Linked DNA regions of Zea mays: region 2 is linked to region 1. The links are chromatin contacts, called in public Hi-C maps. All regions are on one chromosome and are shown on one strand. The core of a region is the stretch at or near the end of the contact, and the rest is flanking DNA. Distances in the headings are between cores, read along the strand shown.

Region 1 (6,414 bases), core at 1,020-3,519:
ACCGGCCCGCTTAGCCCGCTTTTTCGTGCTAAACGGGCCGATCCGACCCGTTTAGGCTCGCTGCGGGCCGGGCTCGGACAGAAAATCAAGTCCGCGGACTTAGACGGCCCGAACCCGGTTTTCTAACCGTATCTGACAGGCCGGGCCCAAAACGGACCGAACTTCACTGAGACCGGGCCGGACTGGGCCGAGTGGCCCGTTTGGCCATATCTAGCGAGGGTGACGGCGTTGAAGTGGAGTGCGCGGCCGTCAACGAGCTCAACCTGGCCACGCTTGCTGGGACGATAGGGACGATGGTGATGTTGCCGGCGTGAATGCGCGCGAGCGCGCTGGGGTCCGTCCGTGTGTCTCCTTGAGCTCGAGTAACCAGAGACGGGGCGATGGAGGCTGAGGACGAGCCAGGCGAGTAGCACCATGGGTCCATGAGTGATGAGTCTGTCGACAAGCCAGATTGGTAGCCAGCGCATGAGCACGGCGAGCTGGAAGGTAGACTAGCCCAGCAATCACCAGATATGAAGAGTCTTTGTACAACGAGCATCTAGAATGGTTCTTCCAAAATGGTGTCAGCCGCTAATCACCACATATGAACAAAAGCCTGACGCTGTAATGGCGTCCAGGGGTGAGGAAATCTCTGGTCTATTCTAGAATCTAGAGTCTAGACTACAACCTGCTACCAAAATAACCACGTCCAAGCTGGGTCAGTACAACCACCGTGCCTTCTATCTTCCCAGTCATCAATGAAACGATCAATCACCTACACGATTGCCAGAGCCTTTCTGGAGATTACATGGTTCAGAGCATGAAGAGCAATCTTCTTAATCTGAAGACAAGAGACCAGGTCAGCCGTCATGTCAGATAGCGCATCATAAACAGAAACCATATAACTGAAAATATAACATGCCAACCTCCAGCTTATCCTCTCTAGGTTACTAACCGTAATCTTCCTTGAGCTTTCTCCTATGCTCCTCAATTAAGTAGAAAGTCTGATCGTGAATTGGGTGAATAACCCGAATCATTTGCATGACCATTGGTCAACATAATAAAAACAGAGCAAATAGCAATAGAAAAAACAGCAAATAGCAATAGAAAAAACAGAGCAAATAAGTGCAAGGAAAATAATGTCTGCTTTCACATGATTGCAGAAGATGGTCGTGCACCACCATGGCCGGGCGCGTGCCATGCTCGGCGAGGTCCAGCGACACCACCATGGCTGAGCAGCAACGGAGGAAGACTAGGCTCGGATGTGAGCTATCCTCTTGCTACCTAGCGAGACATCACATAGATGCATGGCATGTCCGGAACCTGACGCGTGTATGGGCATGACGCACTCACATGCAGGTGCTGCTGAGTGGACCTAGCCCAAAATCCAAGTGGAGGATCAACTATTGAGTGGGAATCTAAATAGAGGCTTACTAACAAATAACCTTTTAAAGCTACAGTAATTAAAATATGAAGTCCACTGTAATCAGAAATTTGAGTAGGGGCATGTGCCCTCACTCGCCATAACGTCAGTCCGCCGCTGACAGGAGCCCCAAGGAGGAGAACAAGCTGGAGTCAGGGTGTCTAGGAGCTTCGAGGAGGAGAATAAGCTGGAGCTAGAGCGCAAGACTGACAGAGATGAAAACAGATAGAAACGGACCGAGGCATTTTATCATCAGAAACAGAATCAGATCTAAAATAGTCACGAACAAAAACAGAAGCGAGATAAACTGAATTGCGCAAACAAACGGAAACAAAAATACTAACGGAAACTCGTAATTTAATACAAACAGAAATGGTATTGATTGGTTGACTAGTGGCTGATGGTATGATAATAACACAAAACAAATAAATATACAGAGGCAACATTCTATTGTTGTTTGTTTGCTAATAGTATATATTTAGCTACACTGATGTTGTTTAAGACTTTAGACCACTTTTTATTGAAAAGAGTCAATAGTTACAATGTTCGGTCACTTGTGCTATAATTTGTCACCTAAAAGTATAAATGCATATTAGGCTCGTCATATATTTATTAAATACGGAATAAATACGAGTTTAATCTGAATAAAAGCCGGGATACCATAACGGATGGAATAAACCCTCTTTCATTTTTATAATGTTTATATATTTTTCTTTAAACATAAAAATGGTAAGATCAAATATAGAAAACGGTACAAATTAGGACAGAATTTTACCAATCCGTTTTCATCTTTAGAGACGGTGGCGGCGGGGACGTGAGATAACGGAGAAAAGAGATATATAGGATGACATGCGAGTCGATGTGCCAGTTCTAGTCAATAGAGTCGAACTATAAATCGTTTGTTTGAACTAAGAGAGACCCAGATAGCAATTAAAACTTTTACAGACATACTTTAAAATTTTATAGACTTGCAACCGAAATACACTTTATTCTTTCTTCAGCCTAGTCCGACTACCGACTAAGACCGACTCAGCTCCGGCGACCCTCAAACCGCACCAGCCATGGACGGGCCGCGTTGGACGGAAGAGGTGGACGACCTGGTCGACGCCGGCGACGTCGACGGCGCCATCGCCCTCCTTGAGTCCGTCGTCTCCGATTTGTCAACCTCCGCTGCTCCCCCTGCCACTGACCTTCGCCTCGCCACGGCGCTCGGCGACCTCGCGGGCCTGCACGCCTCCCGGGGAGACACCCTCCGAGCCGACGAGCTCCGCGCCCGCGCCATCGCCCTTCGGTCCCGCGCCACGGTCCCTGGGACTGGGACCCTAGGGTTTGTTTCCCCCCCTCGTCGTCCTTGTTGCTCTTGTAGTTCGTTGTTGGAAGCCCTTCGCTCAGGCCTCATGTTTCAACTGCTTAGTTATTGCTCTATTGGGCTATTATTAGAGTTACCTTCGTTGGGTTGTTCATACATAGAAATAGGAATATATAGATTATAATGTGAAATTCGATGCATGATTGGTCACCTAAGTCCTGGATTACTCCTAATTTTTAGCAATTGCCACTTGACTCTGTACTCTGTAGTTACACAGTTTCCCTGCGTTGCTCAGATTGTAGCTTGCCTTCATGGCTGCTACTTCTAACAACAGATTCAGTGGCAAAATTGATATATCTAAAACAGTAATACCAGGGGCACTAGCTAGTTATGTACTACTTCGACTTCCTCATTAACCATTGTAATTGGCTTCATGTACAATCTCCTGCTTGGGTGCCTTTTCCTTAGTTCTTAATTAGTTACTTATATGTTTGTTTTGTGCCAAATGACGCTCTCAAGGGATCAGGAGCTGTCAGAGAAATGTCCATCACAAGAGTGTGCAACGGGTTCAAAAGACTCAGAAGTCTCAGCTAATACTAATAAAAGCAATGAAGATGAGGAGGATGGTATTGTTTTTAACTTTTTATAGCTTGCTTGTGCTATTGAACTTGTGGACACAGCTCACAGGAAATTGAGATCGTGCATTCCTCCTCTGATACTTGCAGATTGGGAGGCTATTGCAGATAGTGGTGCCCTTGATGACACACTAGTGCGCTCTCTTGAGCAAGGAGCTAGAGTATCTTCTTGCAGCTCCCCCGAAAAAAGTAGCACCCCATCTTCAGGGCCCAAAAGGAGGGGGAGGGGCTCATTTCTTTACAATAAGAGTGTTTTGTACAGTGACCAGTGTGGTTCGGAAAGAGAGTTGGATAACAAACAGTCTAAACCTCAGGTTGGATCAAAGGATCATGTGAATGAGCCAGAGAATAATGCTGTTACAGGTATCCAATATTCCATTTTTATATGCGTGATTGTACTGTTCATGCTGAATTTTAAATGCAGGACTTCACTCGGTTTTGTAGCTGCTACACAGTTTGGGACAAGGCATGTCCTTGTTTTTTATGACTTTCCGCCAAGTACACGCACAACAGATCTGGAAAGGATTTTTGAGAAGTTTGGGGATCACGGGGTTGCCATTCGCTGGATTAATGATACTTCTGCACTTGCTGTTTTTCGGACTCCATCAGCTGGTAATTTGGTTCTTGCAGCCATTTGGAACTATGCTTGTGTATGGTACCATTGTAGGACATGATCTTCTGACATCAGTTATCTGATATGACGGATTAGACAAGTATAATTATCTGAGAAAATAAACTTGTCGGTTAAAATGATAGGTGGCCTCGCCATAACTCCGCCCCTAAAACCTGAATAAGTTCTGTCAGTTTGTTTACATGTCGCTTTGTCTACTCATATTCTGTGAGCTTGTGGAATATTGTATTTTGCTGTGTTCCATGGTACGTTCAACTATATTATTTTGCTGGTATTCCATTCTGTTAGGCTAGAACTTGATGGAGATGATATTAACTGTGAAGCCATCCACTGTTGTTGTTGTTGTAGCTTTGGTTCCATGTATTATGATCCCCTTATTCTTTCAAATTGACTTGCAGCTAATGAGGCTCAAGCTTGCATACCTCCAAGATACAAAGTACGGTCACTGAAGCCGGATGATGATCTATTGACAAAAATAGATGGTAGAGGTAACACCTTGTGTCTTGTGATGATTCCTTTCTCTTGCTCATTCTGTTTGTCTTTTGGCATGCTTCGTGGATCATAACATTATAATTGTTTGATCTTGTTCGAATTTGCTGCACATTATGTTCTAAGTTGTTCTTGTGTCTCGCTGCAGACCTAGATCCGCCCAAGCCAAGACCAAAGACATCTGCAAGAACGGCTCAAAGGCTAATTGCTCATGGGATGGGATTGAAACAGTTCACAAACTTTGGGTCTGATGAGTTGAAGAAACAGGAGGGAGAGAGGAAGGACAGAATTGCCGCTAGACAAGCAATGCGTGATGAGGCTTGGGGTTCAGATTGATGGAGAACATACTATGATTGCTGGTCGCCCACATCATGTCTGCGAGTTTGTTACATTGGTGTTTTAGATGCTTGTACTCTTTGCATGGTCAAATGTTGATTTTGATACAGAGAAATCTGACGCGATGTGTATCGTAGTGGCGACGTGTACGCCAAGCATGTTGTACGGGCAGCAAGGGATTAGGATGAGATTTTTCTGAACTGAAAAGCAAAGCACGCGCAGCACTATATTTTGCGACCTTACCACCTAGCACCTTGTCTGCGCAATCTGTGATTAGTCCTAGGTAGGGTTGGTGATGAGTTCTAAATTTTACACCATAAAATTAAAGAATTGGATCATATTTAGATCGGTCTTTACTTCAATTTTTTTGAATTAAAATTTAAAAGTAGTTAAGGGCTCAAACAAAATGGGGAAGAAACATTTGGATCCATTACCACCCCTAGTCCTAGGCATAATAGGTTGTGTTTTTTAGTGCTACAATTGAATACTGTCAAATGGTACATAAGAACAGAGAAACTCAGCATGGAAGATATTAAGTTATGTTTGATCAAATGAGTATGATGATTTTTTTAGTGCATTAGTTGAGTTGGGTCTTGGGAGGCTTGAACTAAACCACAGCGCTCTGAGTGGTTTCGGTACAGATCCAGATACGTGTGCTGTGTTAGTGCACACTAGCGATAAATGGAAATGGTAATTTTTGGCTATCAAAAATTGTTTTTCAAATTTTATCAAAATTTAGGGCTAAATAGAAACGGTTACCGAAAATATGAAAACAAAATCGGTAGAAAAAAATAAAAAAAAACGAGAATAGAAATGGTTTGTGTCTCTTTTTGACCATTTTCGAAATTTACCCTACTTATTCATTATTTTACCGTCGGATTCGGCATTTTTAGAAAAAATTAAATCTAAACCGGTCTTTGTAAATTTATAATAAATTAATCTTAACTTAGAAAAATATGAAACTAATTTTACTATTTTTCTAAAATCATGATCTATGTAATGGTATATAGTTTAGAGTTGCTTGAAACTTTTATGATTCTTATTTATAGTTTCTTACCGATTATTACTCTTAGTATATATATTCATAATTGATATGAGAACTTGATAAGGATCAGGAGGACAACAATTGAGTTGACTATGTCGAGTAGGAGTATGATAAGAATACAGGTGTTATGTCACCATATACATAATGATTCTATAGCCATATGATACTATACTTGCTAGTGTTTTATTTAAATATACGACGATTTTATTACTCTATTATATTATCTTATATTAATTGTGACCTCCTGCCTTATATCATTATTACATTGCCTTATAACTTATTACTTATATTATGATAGGTCAAGTTTTAGTTCTATGCTCAATAGTTTAATGCTTGAATTGTTTTATGGTTTTTTATGGTTATTAAAATATTTTAGATTGGATAGTTCTGTTTTGTAAGGTACTGAGTTGTGACCTTTTTATTTTATGTATGTGTGCACAGTACTTGTCGCTTGTATTTGTGAGGTATTGCTTTGATGTTTTCTGACATATGCTTTAATCCTTCATGAATTTGTGAATATTTATATACTATTACTGATTTCTATGTGGATGTGTGACTTGTGTGAAT
Region 2 (6,170 bases), core at 3,014-5,513, 160 kb before region 1:
GGCTGGGGCCACCGCGCCAGCGCTGAGCCGTCGGGGTCGCGCCAATGAGCCAAGTCTGCGTGGTCGCGCCGCCGGGCCGCGCGCCCTCAGGGGACGTGCCTCGGTACCCCAGTGAATTCCCCAGATCTGTTGCTGCTGCATCTTTTTTTTTGTTTTCCTGGTCAGCGATTGGGTTTGCGTCTCCATCGCCCACCGCCAGTCAACTCGTGCGCCCTCGACATCGGCTTCAACAACATCGGCTTCTTCATCTTCTTCGACGGTGCAACTGGCGTGGCATCCGGCGTAACCGGAACGCCTGTCTGTGTTGCGCCTCTTCGTCTGCACGTCCATCTATGCCGACTCGTTGTCGCCACCACCTATCGGGAGACTCCACCATCGACATCATCGTCGTCATCTCTGACTCGCACGTCGTCGGCCTGATCAACCGATCGCGAGCGAACCATCCTCCCGAGACGTTTGTCATCCATCGCGCGATGCTTTGCCAAGCAAGAGGGTCGTCACTGTGTCGCCTCCTCAGGCAGCAGCATCGTCGTCTATCGTCGACCAACGATGTTGCATCTACATCGTCGTCGACTTCGTCGGTGCGTGTCTCCCGCGCACAGTTTGAGCAAGATGTTCGACACATGCGAGCTACTCCGGCACACCCGTTGTTCTGCGTTGTGGGTCCTCCAGCATGCAATGTCAACACCTTGTGCTGGTGTTGCGCCTGTCCTAGGCGTGCCAGCCATCGCGCTCCACTGGCGCCATTGAGACTCATTTCCTATGCGTCGTGGCTCTCGCCGCCGCGACTCCAGGAACCTCGATGTGTTGCCACGCCTACCTCTTCGCTTCTTCCAGCACATCCTCGTCGCCAGCCTCATCATCTCGTCCTCGACTACTTCGTCTACTCTGCTCTAACAACCGTGCGTTGCGTTGGCACTCCCGCTGTGCTGCACCACAACCGTCGCGGAGGCCTTCTCTACTGGTCCCTTGAGATGCTGGCACATATGGTTGGGGCCCTCTACCTAGTACGTCCGGTAGTGGCACCACCGGCACGTGCATTCATCCACGACGCGTTTCTAGGCTTGGCAAACCTGGAGCACGCATCGTCCATGGCTGCTTGACACATCGCCCCGGCATCGACACCCTCATCTGCCTCGATGCATCGCGCCTTCGTCTACGGCTGCTTCTCAGCGCGACTGTCACCACGGCGTCCTCTGGTGCGTTGCGGGCCTTCCCGCATGTCGCACCAACGCCCGAGAGTTGTGCGGCTTGTCTTTTACGACGTCCTCAACAGCTTCCTCGACCACGGCTACCCTACGCCATGACACTTCGACAACGGATCCACGTCCTCGTCCTTGGCTACCTCGACATTGGCACAAAGGACTACCGCCTTGCTTGGGCAACCTCAACGGCTTCCACTCCAGCCACAGCATCTGCGTCGCATCGACTGTTATGACTGCGAGGGGATGTCAGCTCGACTGCTTCTTCTACAGTCTCATCGTCTGCACCGCTCTCGCTGTGACTGCAGGGGGATGTTAGAGTATATTAGGCAACACCGGATATGGATAGTTTAGGATTGATTGCAATCCCATGATAGCCTTCCTTGTCTCTAGGAGAGGCACCTTGCCCTTCAAGCCATATACTCTTATATAAACAGCCCGAGGGCTCAAGCAATAAACATCCCAAACATTATATGCATTCTCTCCTTCCTTCAGGTATAGAGCTAGGTTAGTTTTTCTTCACTTCCTCCCCAACCCAAGCAGCTGTCGGCCCCTCCCCTGTCGGCCGTCAGACTTCCCCTGCACAGCCGCCGCCCTGTCAGCCGCCGATCTTCACCTGCGGCGGCGCTCCAGCCGTCGTCCACTGTAATAGCGCTCCAACCGCCACCCCTGGCCACCGGTTCACCTCCAGCCGCGGAGTCCCCAGCCACTGCCCTAGCCACGGGACCTCCAGCCGTGGTGCCCCCAGCCCCACCTCCTCCATGGCCGATCTCTCCCTCACTGGAGTTCTCACCGGCGCGGCCCAAGGGGCAGCCACCACCGCAGGCCTGGGCACCAACGCCGCGGGCCTGAGCGCAGAGGCCGCCGCCGCCGGGTGGTTCTCCGTCGGCCATGGCCTCTTCCCCTCTACTCACAGCGACCTCGCCATGGGCGGGGGGCCCTACATCACCGGCCTTGGGCCCCTTCCCAGCGCGTCCCCGGCTGCCCTGTTGCACACCCGACGCTCCCTGTTAAGATTCCCCGCCCTCACCGCCTCCACATGGACCGACATCGTCGGTTCCCCCGCTCGCTTCATCCGTGTTGGTCGAGGCGATCGCCACCATCCAGGCGGTCGTCGATGCCTCCCAGGAACGCGAGCATGCCGCGACTCTCACCCTTGAGCGCGAGCGCGCCTCCTGACCACTCAAATGGTTGCGGCACAGCGCCTCCTCCTCGATCGCAGCCCTACCCCCCCCCCCCCCCCCCACCGGTGGCCCCTAAGGCTCTCCACGCCTCCGACCTCGACGCCGCCACCATCGCCGCCCTCCACGCTCAGGCCGCTGGGGTCCACAACATTCAATCCCCCATGTCCGTTGTGCTCGACCCGGCGTCCTACCACTACCCTCGTGGCGAGCTTAGGTGATCCTTACGCTCCGGCGGTTCACGCTCGCCGATCACGTCCTCGACGCCCCGTTGTCACCTTTGTGGGTCCAGATGGACATCGTGGTCCTCTCGTGGCTCAACGACACCATCACCGTCGAGCAATAGGACATCGTCCGTGACCAGGCGGACACCGCACGCCAAGCGTGGCTCGCTCTCGAGGACCAGTTCCTCGAGAACCGGGACGCTTGGGTGCTCCACCTCGACGCCCAATTCCACCTGTTCTCTCAGGGGGACCTCACCATGGGGAAGTACTGTCGCTAGATGCAGGGCATGGTGGACTCTTTCCGCGACCTAGGCGAGCCCATCGCCAACCGTACCTTGGAGCGAATTTCAGACTGAGGTTAAAAAATCTCCTCGTCTATACCATCCCAAAACACATGTCAAGGGCCCGACACGGGTAGCGATCGTTCTCACAGAACTTTGCAACCATATGCATCGGTTTGGCACGGTCGCGGTCATTCGCACAGAACTTTGCAACCATATGCATCACCACGGGGAAACATACAATATCAAGCACAAATGCAATTACCTCAGCTCCATTAGTGGGTGTGACATTGATACTGATATCAGGGATCCCCCGAACTTTGGAAGGCTGAAAGTTCTCCTTGTACACCCTCCAGCTTGCAGCAAGTTCAAGCGGTGATACAAGGTCCGCCTTGTTGACCACCCCAAACTCGAGCACCTCATCATCTCCATTGAGCTTGAACAGTGCAACCCTCACATCACCCTCTAGCATGCCTCCGGTGAGGAGCCGTGTGGGTCCTTCCTCGATGATGCACGGGGTTTCAGCGTCTTTGGGCTTCAGCAAGAACTTGAAGTCCAGTGTTTCTACAGCCAAATCCACAGATTGATACAATCAGAACAATCCGCATACCCCTTTCATGAGAGTTTGACATTTCAATTTTGCGGTGGCTCAAAGAGATAACAGGGGGAAAAGGTAGCAGAGAACAACTATTTAACAAAACACAGGACAAAGTTAATAAAAAGTACAGGAAGATCGTTAAGGGTCAAACAAAAGGATAAAAAACAGCTACAACTACTAGCAAACAAACGCTAACAACCAATTTGAAGCCATAGTTAACTGAGTAGCAGAACAGGACAGCAAGGAGGCGGCACCGAGGCAGCGTACCATGGTCCGGCGGCACGACGAAGCTGAGCACCCACATGGACGCGAGCTCCCTTTCCATGGCGAGCTGCAAAATCCAAACAGCAGCAGCGGGATCATTTCCGCGGCGCGAGCTCCAGAAGCGGAGCAAAGAGCACAAGCATCTGATGGGTTGCAGTCGTGCGTACGGCGCGGGAGGGGTCCCAGGTGCCGATGATGGGCTCGGAGCCATACACGTGCGGGACGAGGTCGCCGCTGATCAACGCGTTCTCCATCTTGAGCGACACGTACAGCTGCGCCCCGCCATGCCACGCCTCCGCGGCGGCGCCCTCGCCCCCGTCCCCGCCGGCGCCGACGCCGCCAAGGCCCGCCGCGCCAGCGCCGACGCCAGAAACTGCGCCGACGCCGTCGATGCCCTTGGACCCCGACGTCCCCATGGCTACAGCCCAGAGGTATAACGTGGCGGCGCAAGTGGAGCAGCACGTGGGAGTGGAATCGGGGGGTGGTGATGGAGGGGAAGGTCTTTTAATGGAGGGAACCGTTGGCGTTTGTCGTTTGGATTGGGGCGAATGCAACCGGGAGAGCGATGGGAGTGGAGCCGCAGGCCTCGGAGTCCGCAAGGGGCGGAGCGTGCGGGGCCCGCCGGAGGGGATAAGGGAAGGTGTCCCACCTGCCAACGCCGGCGATCGAACTGCTGCGGCGGCGGATCCGCCGCGTCTGCGCGGCGTCCTGACCCCAGCCTTTCCTGGCCCGGCTTCCTGCTCTGTTTTCCTTGTAAATTTTCTACATTACTAGATATGTGCCCGTGCGTTGCGACGGTAGTAAAAAAATTTATATGAAACATAGAAACGGAACGACAAACATCAGTATGAGGGGGTGTTTGGGAGTGAAGTTTTTTCACAGTTTTGGAAGAATACTGCAGTATTCTCAAATACTGCAGTATTATATACAGAATGGTGTTTGGCAAGCTAGCTAAACTCTCTGTTTTCAAAACTGAAGTATTGCAAATACTATAGTTGTTTTAAGGCATTCTAAACTTAGCTCTGGACCTCAGTTTTCAAAACTGCGGTATTGTAAACTGCGGTATTGTCATGACTAAAGTATACTATAGTATTTCAAAAACTGTGGTTTTCAAAAACTTTGTTCCCAAACAGGGCCTGATATGTAAAATTTGTACCTTGGAACATTAGCAGGGCAGAGGAGCACGTCGGGGCTTCGACCACGGCGTCGTGACGACAAGGGAGAAGATCATGACGCGAGCGAACTTGACGCGAAGCAGCGTACGAAGGAGAAGCGACACTTGGCACAGCTTCAGACGTCATGCGCACATGGCTCGACCACGCAACAGTTAGTGATGATGACGAACTTGGACGATGGCAACGGCTTTCCAGCGTCGCGAACAGAGGGTGCACATGAACAGCGAGCTCGGCGAGACTTTCGGCGTCACGAACGGAGGGCGTACGTCGAGCTGGCAACAAGTAACAGGTGATGCAAAAAGGAGAAGCGAGCAGGGGATATGGCTCGGTTGAGGTGGGGGAAGAAGACTGTGATCTTGCATTTTATACAGCAGAGAGAAGCGAGAGCGTCGAGAAAAGAGATCGCTGCTGCCATTAATGGCGTGCAAGAGAAGAAAAAGTCTGATGATCGTGGAAACAAATATTGGAAAGATAAAAGGAATTCAAGTACAAGGGAAGTAGATCTAAAGAGGGGGAGACTTTTTGCATCAAATTCAGTAGTATAAAAATAAGTAAAAGAAACTAAAATGCCTACTTGAAACTTGGAACAATTTAATGCAAAAACGATAGGTCATATTTTCCATCTGCTACATACACTCCTAGATTGACCTGAAGAGTCAACCTGTCAGAAATATAGTGTCAGTAATTCATTACCAAGATGCCAGGATCACAATAGTTCTCAAATATGCCTTTTTGTGCCGACGCCGAGGAAGTATCTGCTGCCGCCACCAGCCCAGACCCATTCCCTTTCGAACAGGTGGATGGCAAGGTGGATGGGGAGGGCACCAGCCCTGGGTTAGAGAGAAGAAGGCGCAAAGGCGGAGGGCGTGCGTGGAGCGGCCGTCTTCCTAGAGTGGCTGAGCGCGGAACATGACGCTGGCGTACGATGGCGCCATGGCTGCTAGTTGGCACCACCAGATCTTCCACCTTAGGCTTGGCCCTGGCGTCGTCGATTGAGCCCTCGATGTGGCCGTGCAGGCGGAGGCGCTTCACGCCGAAATCCGCCCATGGACCAGGGTGCCTCACACGCTTACTCAAGGAGTGGGTCGGTGATGAAAGCCAACGCGTGGGGACAGGTGTGGAGGCGGGCGTAGATGGGAGGTGGTCGTCAACTGCTGCGAGTATTTGGGGCGAGGATGGCTCTCGGCCTGCACCGCGCGTGGTGACGGCGTTGAAGGCGGCCTGGGGAAGGGCGCTGATGGCTCG

Evidence for each region. A called contact is a pair of places that touch in the nucleus more often than the background predicts.
Region 2: a Hi-C map of leaf shows a contact between it and region 1, with 3 times the contacts expected there. The contact joins the promoter of LOC541911 here to the promoter of LOC100283709 in region 1. A contact is called at or near these places in 7 of 25 Hi-C or Micro-C datasets (bundle sheath, ear, leaf and 1 more).

The regions. Positions count from the first base shown.
Region 1 is chr6:135,105,927-135,112,340 of Zm-B73-REFERENCE-NAM-5.0, reverse strand. It overlaps LOC100283709 (growth inhibition and differentiation-related protein 88), which reads left to right and starts at 2,269. Exons shown (of 6, transcript NM_001156608.2): 1 at 2,269-2,729; 2 at 3,231-3,337; 3 at 3,437-3,709; 4 at 3,791-3,958; 5 at 4,376-4,465; 6 at 4,615-5,099. The coding sequence starts at 2,464. The coding sequence ends at 4,802.
Region 2 is chr6:135,264,146-135,270,315 of Zm-B73-REFERENCE-NAM-5.0, reverse strand. LOC541911 (fructose-6-phosphate-2-kinase/fructose-2,6-bisphosphatase) reads right to left here and starts at 4,263. Exons shown (of 23, transcript NM_001111574.2): 1 at 3,918-4,263; 2 at 3,754-3,817; 3 at 3,154-3,452. The coding sequence starts at 4,166.